Linked DNA regions of Mus musculus: region 1 is linked to region 2. A link is a contact called in public HiChIP or PLAC-seq data. All regions are on one chromosome and are shown on one strand. The core of a region is the stretch at or near the end of the contact, and the rest is flanking DNA. Distances in the headings are between cores, read along the strand shown. Region 1 holds the start of Ttc17 (tetratricopeptide repeat domain 17). Region 2 overlaps Hsd17b12 (hydroxysteroid (17-beta) dehydrogenase 12).

Region 1 (3,109 bases), core at 451-2,950, 370 kb before region 2:
GCACAATATGATTGGCGAAACAGTGCACCCTTTAAACTGGTTGGTCTTTAGGGAATGAGGTAACAAGGACTTCCCTTGTCTGAAGGTGGGCAACAGTCCATCCTGTCGGTTCCACCCTGTGGTCTGAGAAATGTTAATTAACCTCTCCCTTCTGGAGGGGCAAGTGTTTCATAACCTTCCCAAAGGTCCTGAGCTGACCTTTACACCCAGTCTCTACAGGCAAATATATACATATGTGTGTGTATGTGTGTGTACACATACGTACGTGGGTGTATATGTTTGTGTATGAGAACTGTATGCCACATGTATAAAGGAGGATCCCCTAGAGCTGGAGTTCTACAGGTGGTTGTGGCCTAACACTGCTTCCAGGGAAGAGCAGGAAGTGCTCTTCAGCCCTGAGCCATCTTTGTAGCCCCAAGCCATCTCTCCAGCCCCAAGATATACCTTTTTAATAAAACGAATGTTCATTACACGGGTACTTTTAAGAAAAGCTGCCTAGTGAGCTGGGCCTGATGGTTCATGCCTGTATCCAGCATCAGGTGGTTGACACAGGTGGACTTAAAGGCCTGCCTGGGCTAAATAAATTCCAGGCAATTCAGGCTGCAAATGGGACTTCATTTCAAAAACAAAACAAACAAAATCAACAAAACCAAACTGCTCTCAGAAGAATTACAATGCCATAGCACAGTCTCTGTTCCCATAACATGAGGCAGACATTTGTTTCCTGCAACACATCTATGTAGGTGGCAGGGCACAATTTTTTTTTTTCTCAACAGAAAAAAAAAAAAGCATAACAGCTTTGTTACAAGATGATACGCCCACCATACTAGTAGGCCGACCTGAAATACCTATAATAACATACATTGGCAGAGCCTGGAACCTAAGCTGGTTAACAGCTACTGTACCTGTTGGTAGTGCGCCTCTTAAGTTTCAATATGCAAATCAATCACCTGAGACTTCTTTAAAACATACTCATAATGGCTGAGTCTACCCTCGGGGAAGGGAAGCCGCAGTGCTTACATATTTAATACAGTCCCCTCCCCGGAGATGCCACTATCTGGGTTCTACACCTAGGTCTTTAACTTAGACTAGAGCTGCCCACCAAAGTCCACAAGACACGTGGTGCTGCTGCTGTAAGACCCAAAAATCTGGCCACACTGGATGTAAGTGGTCTGTAAGGACACATCGCTTTCTAAATTTCGGAAGAAAAAGTATGCCGATCACATATACATAACTTGTAATGAGCTGATATTTTGTATTTGATAACGAGCTATTTTTTTAATTCGATGTGTGACATGCATTACACAGTACGACTGCGCCGCTTAACACTCCATTACGAGACTTATTAAAAAAAAAAAAAAAAGCCTCTCTCAGATAGTTGAAAAGTATAACTTTTATTGCCCTACCAGAAACAATACTTACTTTTTAAAAAGACCTTCACCGTCTTCTCACTTCTGCTCAAGCTCCACCTAGTTTTATTATCTCCCCTCCGATTCCCACGCTTGGGGATCTTATAGCCTCCAGAAAAACGATAACTAGAAAGCCGTTTCCAGCCCTGAGGTGTGGCAGGACCGGCTTCCCCGACCGAGAGTAAAGGGACCGGTATCGTCTCCGAGGCACTCCGCGGGCTCCTCCTCCAGTTCCAGAGGCGACCTCCCCAAGATGGCGGACCGCAAGGAGTCGCTTCCGCTTCCGGTGTGAGCAGCCCGGCCGGGGGGGCAAGATGGCGGCGGCAATAGGGGTCCGCGGCCGGTTCGAGCTGCTACCTCGCTCCGGCCCGGGTTGGCTTCTCAGCCTTTCCGCTTTGCTGAGCGTGGTGGCTCGAGGGGCCTTGGCCACTACGCACTGGGTCGTCACGGAGGACGGGAAGATCCAACAGCAGGTAGCGGCCAGGGTGCCCCCTCTCTGCCCGCGCCCGATCAGGGGGAATCCCGGAGCCGGGCCCCTGGGTGGCTCCGCGCGGCCCCGCCCCCAGCTTGGCTTCCCACGGTCCCGGCCCACGGGCCGAGGCTTCCTGCGCTCCGACCTGGCGCCGCCCCCTCCCCTCTGGTCCCCTCGCCCCGGCTCCGCCGTGGGGAACTTCTCAGCCTTCCACCTTGGGGCCGCGCGCCGTCCCGGAACCGACCCCGGGGAGCTGAGACTTGAGCTCCCGGGTTAGGAGTCACGGATTCATCATTAGTTCTGCCTTTGGAGCCGCTGGACCAGGACCCGCGCGCCACCACCTCTCCCCGAGGAAGTAGAAAGCAGGTGGCAGTGCCGGGGAGTGTGCGCGTCCCAGGCCGGTGACAGCCAGGGTGGCATTAGTGAATGGATGGATCTTTTAATGCGCCTCCTCCAGCCTTGTCTCCCACTGATGGGATTTGTTTCGCGATGTGGTGGTTTGAGGCTGTGCCGTTAGCCAGGTCATTAGGGGCTCTTTAAAGACAACCCATTCTTGCTCCTTCTGAAGGAATGCCAGAAGATGCATGCCTCTGGTGGCGGTGCCCGCATCATTCAGTTCTTAAGTGCCCTCATTTCCCGGTGTATTTTACATTGCTTCCTAGTTCCTTTGACCCAGCCCGGCACTCAGCATTTGCAGTTTACTAGATTACCTATGCTTGAACTGATTTCTCAGAGGAGTGACCGCTTTTCTTATATAACTTTCTGATGCCTGCATCTGCATTTGCTTTCATACTGCTGATGCTTTAAGGACTGCGTGTGTGTGTGTGTGTGTGTGTGCGTGTGTGTGTGTGTGTGTGTGTGTGTGTGTGTGTGCGCGCGTGCTCGCGCGCGTGCTTCACCACAGAATCTTGTAAACTTAATGACTTCCAGCGCTTGACAACAATCAGGAAATGTCCAGGAGCCATTTAAAAAGTGAAGTGTGTACCCCTTGCAATTTAAGCATACTGACTCATGTTTTAACCAAAGGCGAGAGAGAGAAACTGATCCTTTTGATTAACTGTAGAAACACATCGCATGGTTTATATTTAAGATGAGACATTTCACAATGCAGCAAACCTAAACAAAATTTTTAAAATGCCCACACTTTGTGTTTCCAGTGTACTCTTTCCTCGAGTGTATTTATATCAAACTCCCGATTTAAAGGATTTCTTTTTCATGGATATTAAGT
Region 2 (3,076 bases), core at 107-2,606:
AAAATAAATCCCCGGATACTGAGTAGAGCAGAGAGCCCATGTTAAGCTGAAACGTAGCTGCTTTTCTCTGGGTGGTGTTTCTGTCTTCTAGGTTACGGACTGGGGGATTGAGTGCCTTGCTGCACCTTCTATTCCATCCCATGTTTCTTGGGTCATCTCGTTAACACACAGATCAAGTGACCTCGTTAACACAGAGATCGGTACTGCTGGCGTCTCTCACTGGCTATACCTGAAGCTTAGTATTGAATTCAGACCCCACAAGGCATCAGTGCTCTTGCTACTTATTTATGTTGAGGCTAGAGCAAACTGTGGAATGTCCTCTGTGTTCTCTGCCCTGTGAAGTGCCCATGACTCATTTTAACGCCTCTTTCCTCGAAGCTAGTTTCCTTAGATTCTCTGCCTGATAGGAATCTAATATGGCTAGAAACCACCCCACATCACCTCTTCAGGACTGTCTCACACTGCCGCCAAGCTCCTTCTGTCCCTGAGCTCTGGACAAAAGGCTCAGGTTCCAGTGCATCTTCCCTGAGTCCCTATCTCAGGCCTTAGACACTTGGATTTTCCTTCTTCCCGGAGCCTCACATGCCTCTGTCTGCTGCTGGGCCTGCTCACCAAGTGGTTTTTTTGTTTGTTTCTTTTCTTGAGAAAGTGTATTATAGTATAGACCAGGCTGGCCTTGAACTTACAAAGCACCTGCCTCTGCCTCCTGCCTGCTGGGTAAAAGCCATACACCAGCACTCCCAGGTTGCAATGTGTTCCTGAGCAAAGCTGTTTGCTACCTCGGTGTTGCTAATGTTCTCCCCCTGCCCCCTATCTTTCAACAACTGAAGACCGATGGGGAGGAGCAAAAGGAACTTGTGCATACATCCTTCAAAGAACAAAACTCACGTGAAATCTAAGTGAGGAGATAGGCGCTGGTCTGCCCTGTGCTCACTAGTAAATGCTGAGTGAGTGAGGAATAGCCAGGGCCACCTCAGCTCCCACAGTCCTCTTGGTTTCCTTCCTAAGTCATTTTTATTAAGAGATAATTTTAAAGCTATTTACAAAAAAAAAAAAAAAGTGGAGCTGGGCAGTGGTAGTACACGCTTAAATAATTAACTCCAGCACTTGGAAGGCAGAGGCGGGTTGATCTCAGAGTTCAAGGCCAGCCTGGTCTACAAAGCAAGTTTCAGGACAGCCAGGGCTATACAGAGAAACCTTGTGTCAAGAAGCTAAAAAGAAAACAAAACAAAGCCAGTTGTAGGCATAGACAGTACCAAGAAGAGCAGCCTGGTCTGTTTGCCCAGCTTTCCCCTTTGTTACTGTCTGACTCCACCTAGAGCCATTAGAGAGGCCTTAGACAGGAAGTCGGGTGTGCTCTTTCGCTTCGCCTCAGCTTCTTAGTGCACATCTGACAAGTTAAGTTCTTAGATAACTACAGCAACACTAAATGTGAGGTTGAATGCTGGTGTAACGTTATTGATTAGATGATCTGTGTTCACTGTTTTACCTCTTCTCTTGTTTATTCTTTTTCATTTTGGTTGGTTGGTTGGGGGGGGGTTGTTTTTGTTTTTGTTTTGTTTGTTTGTTTTTTGACACAAGGGCTCACTATGTAGCCCAGGCTAGCCTTGAACTCAGTCCTCCTGCCTTTGCCTCTGGAATGCTGGAATTTCCAGCATGCATCACCACACCCTGTAACACTCTTTTCAGTTTCCTTTTGTTTTCTGGTGCTGGGGGTTGACTGTAGCACCCCTAGGCAAGTACTAGACCAGTGCTCTGCCACTGACCTATGTTCCCAGCCATCTTTACAGTAATGTTTGATTCTCCAGAAAAGCATTTGGTCTAGAATCCGGTATTCCATTCTCCTGTTTCTTGTGTTTCTTTCTCTCTGGACTCTTTTATGCCACTGATGTTTTGGAAGAGCACAGCACTCCTCCCCACTCTTCTGTCTTGAGCATACCTCATTTAGGCTTATCTGACACAGCTTGTAGTTATCGGGTTATGCTTTTATGCCTACAGCAGGAAGGATATACTGCTGAATCCTTCTCAGGTTGTCACATGGGAAGACAGGAGTCTCTGTCTGTTGCACTAGTTGCCATCAGTGGGGAGACCCCTTAAAACATGCAAATATCTTACTTCCTTAGACAGTTTGCCTTAAGTTGTTAAATTTATATGTTAACCCTATATAATATATATAATTTATGTGTTAACCCTATATGCTTGCTTCACAAACTTGCCATATGAAGAGATAGCCTATCTGGATTTTAGTCCAGGTGAAAGCATGGAGACGTCAATAAGTCCTCCCCTGGTCCAGTCTAGTTTTGTGCAGACCTCATTGCCTGTGTGCTTAGAGATAGTGAGGAACAGACACTAAGCTCAGCGTCACCAGACCAAGATTATGAGTTCTGCTCTCACCCCTCAGTGGTCATCTGACCTGTACAAGATTTCTCTGTGGCTTTGCTCCTTAATTTTTGACTCCTAAAGGCAAACGAGGTGACTAATGTGACATATATAAAGGCATCAGAAACTGGGAAGTGATAGTATGTATAGAGAAGAGAGATGAAAAACAGAAGCAGTGTGCATTTATGGAACCCCTACAGTGTGCCCCATGCTCACTCACTGTTACCAAGAAGCAGTGTGCATTTATGGAACCCCTACAGTGAGCCCCATGCTCACTCACTGTTACCAAGTTTGAGCTTGATGCTAACCTGACCCCATGTCCCAGACTGGAAAATAAAAATTAAGGTGTATCTCCATTTGTCAGGAGTGGGGCAACAAAAGACTCAAGATCCCTGACTCAAGGCACACAGATATTTAAACACACTACCAATCAGTGGACCCTAAATGAGAGGCCTGTGTATTATGTTTCACATATCTCCAGTCAGGAAGTATGTAGAGTGTAGTATTGGGTATGGTAGTTGGGAATATGGTAGCAAGAAAAACAGGCAGTGAACAAGAAAACATGAGTACAATGACCCCCTATAGCGATAGTGCTGTACATCTCAGCAGGTGGAGAAAGTATAGGGAAATTTACTGATCCAGGCTTATATAACTCCAAGGCAAAAGGTCTGCAGTCTGTTGATCACAGAGCACTAAA

What was found. HiChIP or PLAC-seq counts read pairs in DNA pulled down with a chosen protein or histone mark.
Region 1: an H3K27ac HiChIP or PLAC-seq map of embryonic stem cells shows a contact between it and region 2, with 2.7 times the contacts expected there. The contact joins the promoter of Ttc17 here to the enhancer-like site in region 2. A contact is called at or near these places in 10 of 39 promoter capture datasets (the 3T3-L1 cell line, the C10 cell line, the HPC-7 cell line and 7 more), 1 of 484 Hi-C or Micro-C datasets (cortical neurons) and 7 of 115 datasets of contacts at active chromatin or transcription factors (bone marrow-derived dendritic cells, bone marrow-derived macrophages, embryonic forebrain and 3 more).

The regions. Positions count from the first base shown.
Region 1 is chr2:94,405,280-94,408,388 of GRCm38.p6, reverse strand. It overlaps Ttc17 (tetratricopeptide repeat domain 17), which reads left to right and starts at 1,700. Exons shown (of 25, transcript NM_183106.2): 1 at 1,700-1,882. The coding sequence starts at 1,724. 2810002D19Rik (RIKEN cDNA 2810002D19 gene) reads right to left here and starts at 1,682. Exons shown (of 2, transcript NR_027831.1): 1 at 1,423-1,682.
Region 2 is chr2:94,039,176-94,042,251 of GRCm38.p6, reverse strand. All of the region lies in intron 9 of Hsd17b12 (hydroxysteroid (17-beta) dehydrogenase 12), which reads left to right. Among named protein-coding and RNA genes, the nearest start is that of Alkbh3, 30 kb to the right of the region's middle. Within about 2 kb of position 1,356, at least 16 of the 459 cell types and tissues checked have an H3K27ac peak or open chromatin away from gene starts, as enhancers often do. A contact at or near this core is called in embryonic stem cells and extraembryonic endoderm stem cells, where this site is marked.